Regions from separate parts of the Mus musculus genome. Here region 1 is linked to region 2. Evidence: chromatin contacts called from public HiChIP or PLAC-seq data. All regions are on one chromosome and are shown on one strand. The core of a region is the stretch at or near the end of the contact, and the rest is flanking DNA. Distances in the headings are between cores, read along the strand shown.

The links. HiChIP or PLAC-seq counts read pairs in DNA pulled down with a chosen protein or histone mark.
Region 1: a contact with region 2 is called in an H3K4me3 HiChIP or PLAC-seq map of intestinal villus epithelium, with 7 read pairs. The contact joins the promoter of Ocm here to the promoter of Ccz1 in region 2. A contact is called at or near these places in 1 of 39 promoter capture datasets (stem cell-derived epiblast-like cells), 3 of 115 datasets of contacts at active chromatin or transcription factors (embryonic stem cells and intestinal villus epithelium) and 2 of 9 other capture datasets (adipose tissue and liver).

What each region holds. Positions count from the first base shown.
Region 1 is chr5:144,047,439-144,051,984 of GRCm38.p6, reverse strand. Ocm (oncomodulin) reads left to right here and starts at 1,376. Exons shown (of 5, transcript NM_033039.3): 1 at 1,376-1,504.
Region 2 is chr5:144,012,934-144,017,776 of GRCm38.p6, reverse strand. It overlaps Ccz1 (CCZ1 vacuolar protein trafficking and biogenesis associated), which reads left to right and starts at 2,924. Exons shown (of 15, transcript NM_177682.3): 1 at 2,924-3,078; 2 at 4,686-4,783. The coding sequence starts at 2,965. It overlaps Gm24311 (a small nuclear RNA gene), which reads right to left and starts at 3,779; the gene lies at 3,676-3,779. Gm33427 (a long non-coding RNA gene) reads right to left here and starts at 2,618. Exons shown (of 2, transcript XR_377194.2): 1 at 1,801-2,618; 2 at 616-1,082.

The DNA of each region.
Region 1 (4,546 bases), core at 127-2,626, 36 kb before region 2:
GGACTGGGGATGCAGCAGCCAGTTGACAGAGTGCTTGCCCAGCATGCATGGCGCCCTAAGGTCCATCCTGGCTACATATAAACCAGGCACAGAGGTGCACACCTGTAATCCCAAAACATTAGAGATAGAAACAGGAGGACTGGGTATCCCATATCACTCTTGGCTACAGAGTGAGTTGGAGGCCAGCCTAGGATATCTGAGACTTTGTATTAATTATTTAACAGACATGTATTGCCCTTGCAGTTCTGGAGCCTTACAGACATGAGGACCTGAATTCCATCACTAGACCCCACATTGGACAAAACAAAACAGCTGGGTAAGGTACACCATGCTTTTAATCCCAGCACTGGGGAGGCAGAGACAGGAGGATCTAGACTATTTAATGAGTACCAGGCCATCAAGAGACCATCTTAAGAAAAGGGGAGGAGTTGAAGAGATGGCTTAGCAGTGACCAGTACTTCCTGCTCTTGCAGAAGATCTGGGTTCAGTTTCCAACACCCATTTGGGACAGCTCTGGGAGATCTGATGCCCTCTGCTGGCCTCTGTGGGTACTTGCATGCACATGGTGCATAGACATATACTCAGCCCCACCCCCACAAAATGTAAAATAAACTATTTAAAAAGAAAAAAAAAGGCAGAAGTAATCCTCTGACTTACACACACACACACACACACACACACACACACACACACACACTACTTTCCTGGAAATCAGAGACTGTACTGGAAAATGCACGTTGGCCTAGACTCATCCCCAAAGCCCAGGACTCTGCGCCCAATCTGTGCCCATAGCTGCAAGTAAAGTACATGTGTTTCTGATGACAACCCGTCAACCAGAGCCCAAGGCTCCCTTCTCCCTCGACACAGTTCCCTCTCAATATGTGATTATGGCACTACCACAGCGAAGAGCAAGACAAAGAAAGGAAGAAAAGAAAAAAAAGAAGGAAGGAGGGAGGGAAGGAAGGAAGGAAGGAAGGAAGGAAGGAAGGAAGGAAGGAGGAAGGAAGGGTAATGGCTATTCCTGGTTGTCAACTTGACTATATCTGGAATGACCTACAATCCAGAATTGGAAGGCTCACCCGTGATCCAGATCTTGAGGCTGGGATATACACATTTCTGATCTGGATCTTGGCATGGAGATCTTGAGGCACAGTGGCCATGAAAAGCTTAGGCCCAGGCAAGGTAGTACACACCATTAGTCCCAGGAGGTAAGTAGATCTTTGAGTTCAGGGTCAGCCTGGGGCAAAGCAAGTCCCAGATCTAGGCGTGGTGATACACACCTTTAATCTGGGCCACACCTTCTGCTGGAGGCCTCCAGAAGGACTTTAGAAGAAGGAAGATTCACTCTTTTTAGCCTGCCTTCATTTACTTGCCAGCACATCTGTTGGAATCTACTTCTACAGAAGACCAGATGAAACAACTAGCCTAGTGGGACCGAGCAACTACTAGATCCTTGGACTTCCAATTCACAGCTGACCACTGTTGGGGAGTTGGACTACAGACTGTAAGTCATCACAATAAATTCCCTCAGTATAGAGAGACATTCCATAAGTTCTGTGGCTCTGGGGAACCCTAATACAGGAAGGAAGGGAAGAAGGAAGAAAGGAAGGAAAGGGAAGGAAAGGGAAGGGAAGGGAAGGGAAGGGAAGGGAAGGGAAGGGAAGGGAAGGGAAGGGAAGGGAAGGGAAGGGAAGGAGGGACAAAGGGAGGGAGGAAGGAAAGACGGAAGAAGAAAGGAAAGAAAGAGAGAAAGAAAAGAAAAAAGATCTCTGCCAATTTGTGGCTTTTGGTGTCCCTCCTGGCCTCTGTTTATGTGAAGGTGTATTTTTACCCAGTTCTAGGCAGAGACCATCGTGGGTTGAGCCTGTTTTACTTACAATTATGTCATGGACATATATACCACTGCAGCCTTCATAGCTGTTATTTTAAGAGCTGGGTACCAAGTCCATCTGGTGATCTGCCGTAATGCACTTTGCCAGTCTTCTACTGTGTGGCCTCTTTTCTTCTCTTTTTTTTTCCTTTAATTTTCTTTTTCTTCCTTCCTTTCTTTCTTCCTTTGCTTTAAAAATTGTATGATTGATTATTACTGTGTGTGTAAATGATGGAGTCAGGGAAGCAACATCTGTCAACCTGTGTGTGGAGGGTAGAGGACAGTTTTATAGAGTCGGTTCTCTCCTTTATGTGGGTTCTAGGGATTGACCTCAGGTCACCAGACCTGTGTGGCAAACACCTGTACCTGCTGAACATCTCACTAGGCTCTCTATTCTTCCTTCCTCCCTCCCTTCCTTCCTTCCTTCCTTTCTTTTTTCTTCCTTCTTTCTTTCCTCCTTCTTCCTAGTACTAGGGATGGAAACCAGGGCTCACATATGCTAAGGAAATATTCTACCACTGAGCAAAGCCCCAGCCCCTTCCTGGGGGATTCTAGGCAGGGGCTCTACCACTGAGCCACACCCCCAGCCCCTCACTGGGGGAGTCTAGGCAGGGGCTCTACCACTGAGCCACACCCCAGCCCCTCACTGGGGGGATTCTAGGCAGGGGCTCTACCACTGAGCCATGCCCCCAGTCCCTCACTGGGGGATTCTAGGCAGGGGCTCTACCACTGAGCCATGCCCCCAGCCCCTCACTGGGGGGTTCTAAGCAGGGGAGTTCTAGGTAGGGGCTCTACCAATGAGCCACATCCCAACCTCTCACTGGGGGATTCTAGGCAGGAGCTCTACAATGGAGTTGCACCCCAGCCTAAGGAGGGAGAAGAGTGGGGGACAGAAATACCATCAGTATATTTCTTGTGAATGAAATCCTCAACAAAATTAAAAAGTTTCAACTAAAAATAGAAAATGGAACTGGAGAGATGTCTTAGTGGTTAGGGGTACTGGCTGCTCTTTCAGAGGACATGGGTTTAATTACCAACACCCACTTGGTAGCTCACAACTCTCTGTAACTGTAGCTCCAGGGGAACCAACACCCTCACACAGACACACATGCAAGCAAAACACCAATGCATATAAATTAAAAATCAATAAACTAAAAAAGAAAACAGCCTCCCAAACAAACCCTTAAACTACCAATGCAGTTCTTAAAAATGTATTACACTGGGGGCTGGAGAGATGGCTCAGCGGTTAAGAGCACTGACTGTTCTTCTGAAGATCCCGAGTTCAAATCCCAGTAACCACATGGTGGCTCACAACCATCCGTAATGAGATCTGACACCCTCTTCTGGAGTGTCTGAAGACAGCTACAGTGTACTTGCATATAATAAATAAATAAGTCTACAAAAAATGTATTACACTTTGAATGTTTTTAAAAGATTTATTTATTTATTTTATGTATGTGAGTACACTGTAGCTGTCTTCAGACACACCAGAAGAGGGCATCAGATCCCATTACAGATGGTTGTTAGCCACCATGTGGTTGCTGGGACTTGAACTCAGGACCTCTGGAAGAGCAGTCAGTGCTCTTCTTAACTGCTGAGCCATCTCTCCATCCCACTTTAAATTTCTTTTTTAAAGATTTATTTATTTTTACGTGCATTGATGTTTTGCCTGCATATATATCTGTGTGAGGGTGCTGGGTGCCCTGGAACTGGAGTTACAGGCAGTTGTGAACTGCATGTGTGGTTGCTGGGAACTGAGCTCGGATACACTAGAAGAGCAGCCAGTGCTTTAGCCGATGAGCCATCTCTCCAGTCCCAGTGTATTACATTTTTATTCACTCATTTTATATGAGTGCACATGTGGAGGTCAGGGGACAACGTGGGGAGCCATTTCTTCCCTTCCATCACAGGGGTCCTGGGGGATGAATTCAGACCATGAGGCTTGGCAGCAGGTGCCTTTACCCAGGAAGCCATCTGTCTGTCTGCCTCTGGGTTTTTTTATTTCATCGTTTTAGAGTGGGTTTGACCAGAGAACTGAAACTGACAGGAAGGCAAACTGCTGCAGAGGGGAGGAAAGGGAAGTCCATGCATCTAGACTATTAAAAATAAAATAAAAATACACATTAGATAAGCTTCATTCAGGCCTGAGTGAAAGGGCTGTTGCACACAGTGGTGATCGGCACACACAAATGGACAATAGTTATTTATTTATTTATTTGAGACGGGGTCTCGCGCTAGCCTTCATTTTGTTCTGTAGGTAAGGATGACCTTAATTAAAACAATAATAATAACGACAACAGCAAACAAGGATCTCTTGCTACATAGCCTAGGCTATTCTGCAACTCACTAAGTAGACCAGGTTAGCTTCAAAGTTTCTATCCTCCTACATCAGCCTCTGGAACGCTGGGATTAGAGGTATAGGCCATCACACCCTGGCTGATTAATTGGCTTCCTTTCGCAAGCACAGGTGGAAGAGACCCACAGCAGCCTCCTCTTCCCCCACAGTTGCCATCTGTGCCTAAGGAAAACTCCCCCTGCTTGGCTGTCTCTGTCTGTGTGAGTCTGCGAGGGAGAAGAGTCTCAGATGTAAAGGCCACAGGAGCCCCACACGTATGAAGCCACACACGCACGCACACACGCGCGTATGCACGCACACAGGCACGCTCACGCAAAGGC
Region 2 (4,843 bases), core at 1,675-4,174:
GTGTGTAGGTCAGGAATCAATGTTGGGTGTGTCTCTCACTTGAACTAGGGCTGATAAGGCTAGGCAGGCTGGCTGGCCAGCAAGTCCGTCCATCTCTGGATCCTCAGTGCTGGGGGCAAAGGCCCACAATGCTTTGCTCAACTTTCTGCTTGGGTGCTGGGGATCTGAACTCAGGCCCTCATGCTTGTACAGCAAACACTTTACCTATTGAGTCATCTCTCCACTCCCAATGGTATCATACTTTAAAAAAAAGATTTATTTATTATTATATGTAAGTACACTGTAGCTGTCTTCAGATGCACCAGAAGAGGGTGTCAGATCTCGTTTACTGATGGTTGTGAGCCACCATGTGGCCGCTGGGATTTGAACTCAGGATCTTCAGAAGAGCAGTCGGTGCTCTTAACCACTGAGCCATCTCTCCAGCCCGGTATCATACTTTTAAACCAATGTCCACACTTACCATGTTCTGGGGCTCTCTTACACTACTACTGCCTATACACTAAACATATTAGTGAAACAAAACAAAACAAAACAAAACCCAAAGCTATAACAAATAACAAGCCCCAGGCAAACAAACAATCCCAAATACTCTTCATATATATTCTTCAAACTTGGTTTTAGGAAATTAATTTCACAGTCTTTATTTAGGAGGAGGAATAATTGAAACAAGCAATCAGGGACCAGGGAGCTGGCTAACTGGGTAAAAGCGTTTGCTGTGCAGTTAGAGGCAGGAGAATCTCGGAGAGCTTGTGAGAGACTAGCCTGCTGTACGCATCAGGAAAACAATGGAGATCCTCCTCAGATGAGATGGAAGAAGGTTGTCCTCTGACCTCCATACACATACTGTGGCATGGACACTTACTGATACACTCTCACACACACTTGCATGTCTTGTATAAATTTGTTTCTCACATTTCTCCTCAGTTTTGACTTTCTTGTAGTTTTCTGGACTGAGGGAAAACTTTAAATGTAGCAACTCCAGGACCAACACAGGAAGACTCTAGCCAGTCTATCAGCCAGAGGAGTCACCATGAATACAAAGAGCTTTGTTTTCATGCTAGACTTGACTATTTCCACCAGCTCTGCAAATGACCAACAAAATATGTTCTCAGCATGGAGTGGAATATTGTGACTTTAAAATGAAGGTCTAGATTGCAATATGTTTTCCATAACTGAAAAACTAAGTCTCTTTTTATTTTCGTCTTGCTTGTTTATAAAATAAGGCTGCAACACTGGCTTTAATTTGAACTATTTTTTTTTTAAATCTAACTACAGTCTTAGCTTGTAGCTTGGTGAAGTAGTTTGGGATTAAATGGACTTGACACTAAAGCCAGCTTTGTGGGTGGCTTAATGGTTGAGTCTGGTGGTGCACATTGGAAATCCCAGAATTTGGAAGTCAAAACATCAGGATCAGGAATTCAAGGCCATTCCTGACTACATATCGATCCTGAAGCCAGGCTATGTGAGACCCTGATTTATTTGCTTATAGGAACAACAAAACTGTTTTTGAGACAGGGACTCATTCTGTAGCTCAGACTATCTTATAGCTGGTAATGCACCTGTTTCAACACCCTGAGCGCCTGTGCCCCCATGCCTAGAGAACCTATAGATTTTCAAAATAGTTCTTTCTGTATCAAAATGAAAATGAAGCACGTATGGGAAACACTTGTCGATTTGCATGCTTACATAGTTCTGTGTAGCAACTACAGTTTAGTGTTGCGTAAACGACTGCTCACGAATCCAATTTCAAGCAAAAACCTACCCCGTATCTCTTCTGTAACGGCTAGGGTATAGGATTACCTCACAAACACTTTAGAAGACAGATGAAATCTGAATCGACAGGATATTTTCCACTAGGCCTGTTGATTTATTCACTGAGAAGACTATAGATTTACAGGTTTTCACTTGTTCCAAGAAAATCAGCTTTGTTGGTGATAGGGTAGATTAAAAAAAAAAGGATTGATTTATTTTATACGTATATGTGTGCTTGCATGAATTTATGTGTGCCACATTTGAGCAAGTGCCCACAGAGGCCAAAAGAGGCATCAGATGCCCTGCAGCTGGAGTTATTGGCCATTATGAGCTGGAACTAAATCCAGGTCCTTAGTGAAAGCAGCCAGTGCTCTTAATTGTAGAACCATCTCTCCAGTTCTGTGGCAAGGTAAATTTGGACATTTTTGCTTTTGCTTATAGTCCATTGCTTATAATTGATGTAAGTAAAAGTGCTATATATTCGAGGTTGACCTTGACTTATGATCCTCCTGCCTCCACCACACCAGGGCGTGCCAGCCACACCCAGTTTATGTGGTGCTGAAGGGGAGAAGCAATTTCAACAAGTTGTCCTCTGACCTTCATACACGTGCCAGGACATCCCCCTCCCTGGAGGACAAATAAATAAATGTAAAACAACAACAACAACAACAACAACAACAACAACAACAAAACCAAAAACCAACCAACAACAGATGTAAACTGGCTACCTTCAAGAAAAATGTGTTCCCCTAAACGTTTTTTCACACTTAAAAAATACCGTATCCATGACGCCTTTAATGCCAGCACCCAGGAGGCTGAGGCATGAGGATCTCTGTGAGTTAGAGGCCAACCTGGTGTACATAGTGAACCCCTATCCAAACAAACAAACAAACAAACAAACAAAAGAAAAGAAACAACACCCCCCCCACCCCAATCCATTGTTACATTTCTCTTGAAATTCGTGGTCTTCGCCTTTAGCCATGACAGCCAGCTGAGAGCTGATATAATTGAAAACACTCCAGCCCAATAAACACGAGGGAACTGGTTCCACACGGACCTATCAGAGAGGGACTGGGCACTGCAGGTTTTTCTTCTGGGTCAGTTTCGAGCTCTTCCGGGCCGCCGGCTAGCGAGGCGGAAGTGCGGTGTTCCCTAAGGCTGCTGCCTCGGAGCGGGCGGAGGGGAGCCTCCCGAAACGGGGGCCGGGCCGGGATGGCGGCAGCCGCGGCCGGGCCGGGTGCTTGGGCGGCCCAGGAGAAGCAGTTCCCGCCAGCGCTGCTGAGCTTCTTCATCTACAACCCCCGTTTCGGGCCGCGCGAGGGAGAGGTAAGCCGAAGGGGCCGCGAGCCTGCTCCGTGCCCGGCCCCTGATGCCGCAGCCCGTCCTGGCAACGGAGGTCCCAGGTTAATCCCTCCGCCCGGCTTGAAAGTCTTTCCCATCGCGTCAGGTCTGGGCAATTAAGATCGAACTTGACTCCTCTCTTGGAATCTTCGATTGCAAAGGTGGAGCCAGATTGGTAGGACAGAGCTCCCAAAAGAGGGAAAATGAAACAAAACTAAAAACTTGGAGGCGCTTCACAAAGTTAATTTTTTCTTTTTTCTTGTTTTCCCCAAAATTGATGTTTTGTTTTCTGGAAATGTTACTGTTACTTTATTTTTCCTTCCGGCTAACTAAAATCTCATTGTGTTTTAACACATTTCTATCCACTAAACTGTTTGGTTGATATCTATGCTGGTTCCAGCTTGTGGCTAATGTCATTAATGTAGCAATAAAGATTTATGTGCAAGCATTTCTGTGATGGTAGGAGTTAAGAGTGCTTTAGGTGTATATTCAGGTATCATAGTCGAACTCTAGTAGAATCATTCTATCTAGGGTAAACATTAGAATGAAATAGTTTTTCACTGTGTCTAGGATAAACGTTGGAAAAAAATGGAACGCTTCACGAATTTGAGTGTCATCCTTGCACAGGGGCCATGCTAATCTCTGTATCATTCCAATTTTAGTATATGTGCTGCCGAAGGGAGCACCCAAAATCGAAGTTATAAGCGTTTTTTTTTACTCCGAGTTGACAGTGGCAACTTCCTCAAAACATGCCTAGAACTGTGTTTTGTTGCAAGCAGATCAAAGCCCTATTTAGGGGCTGGTGAGATGGCTCAGTGGGTAAGAGCACCCGACTGCTCTTCTGAAGGTCCGAAGTTCAAATCCCAGCAACCACATGGTGGCTCACAACCACCCGTAATGAGATCTGATGCCCTCTTCTGGTGTGTCTGAAGACAGCTACAGTGTACTTACATATAATAAATAAATAAATAAATAAATAAATAAATAAGTACTTACATATAATAAATAAATAAATAAATAAATAAATAAATCTTAAAAAAAAAAAGCCCTATTTAGAGGCTGTCAGCCCAAGTGCTCCCGAACCAACTTGGTGCAATTGTGGATCCTGTATTCTTGTACACGCGCACACCTGCATCTTCCTTGTGAGGGTTTCTGACACATGGGAAGAAATCTGAGACTTTCATCTTGTCCTACTGATGAGATGTGATTTGGTGAATATCACAATTACCTCTTACACTGATGGCTTGCAGTAGTTACAAAATCACAATGAATTTTGTTTTTTGGAGGTGCTTTTTGTTTTTTGTTTTTTCCCATCAATACAGGGTTTCTCTGTGTAGCCCTGGCTGTCCTGGAACTCACTCTGTAGACCAGGCTGGCCTCCAACTCAGAGACTCTCCTATCTCTGCCTCCAGAGTGCTGGGATTCGTGACGTGTGCCACCAGACCCAACCATTCCTGGTTTTCTAAAGACATTTTTAGGTGTTGTCCTTAGCCTCTATGATCGGAGAGTTGGATGTTAAACTCAACACTTTCAGAGTTAAGATGAATAAATCCTGACATTAATGCTGTGTTTCTGTTTTCTTTCTGTGTTAGGAAGAAAATAAAATTCTGTTTTACCATCCAAATGAAGTAGAAAAGAATGAAAAAATTAGAAATGTTGGATTATGTGAAGCAATTGTACAGTTTACAAGGTAATAGTTTACATATATTTTTTGTTTGTAAAGACTGGTGAATTCTTTCAATTTACACCA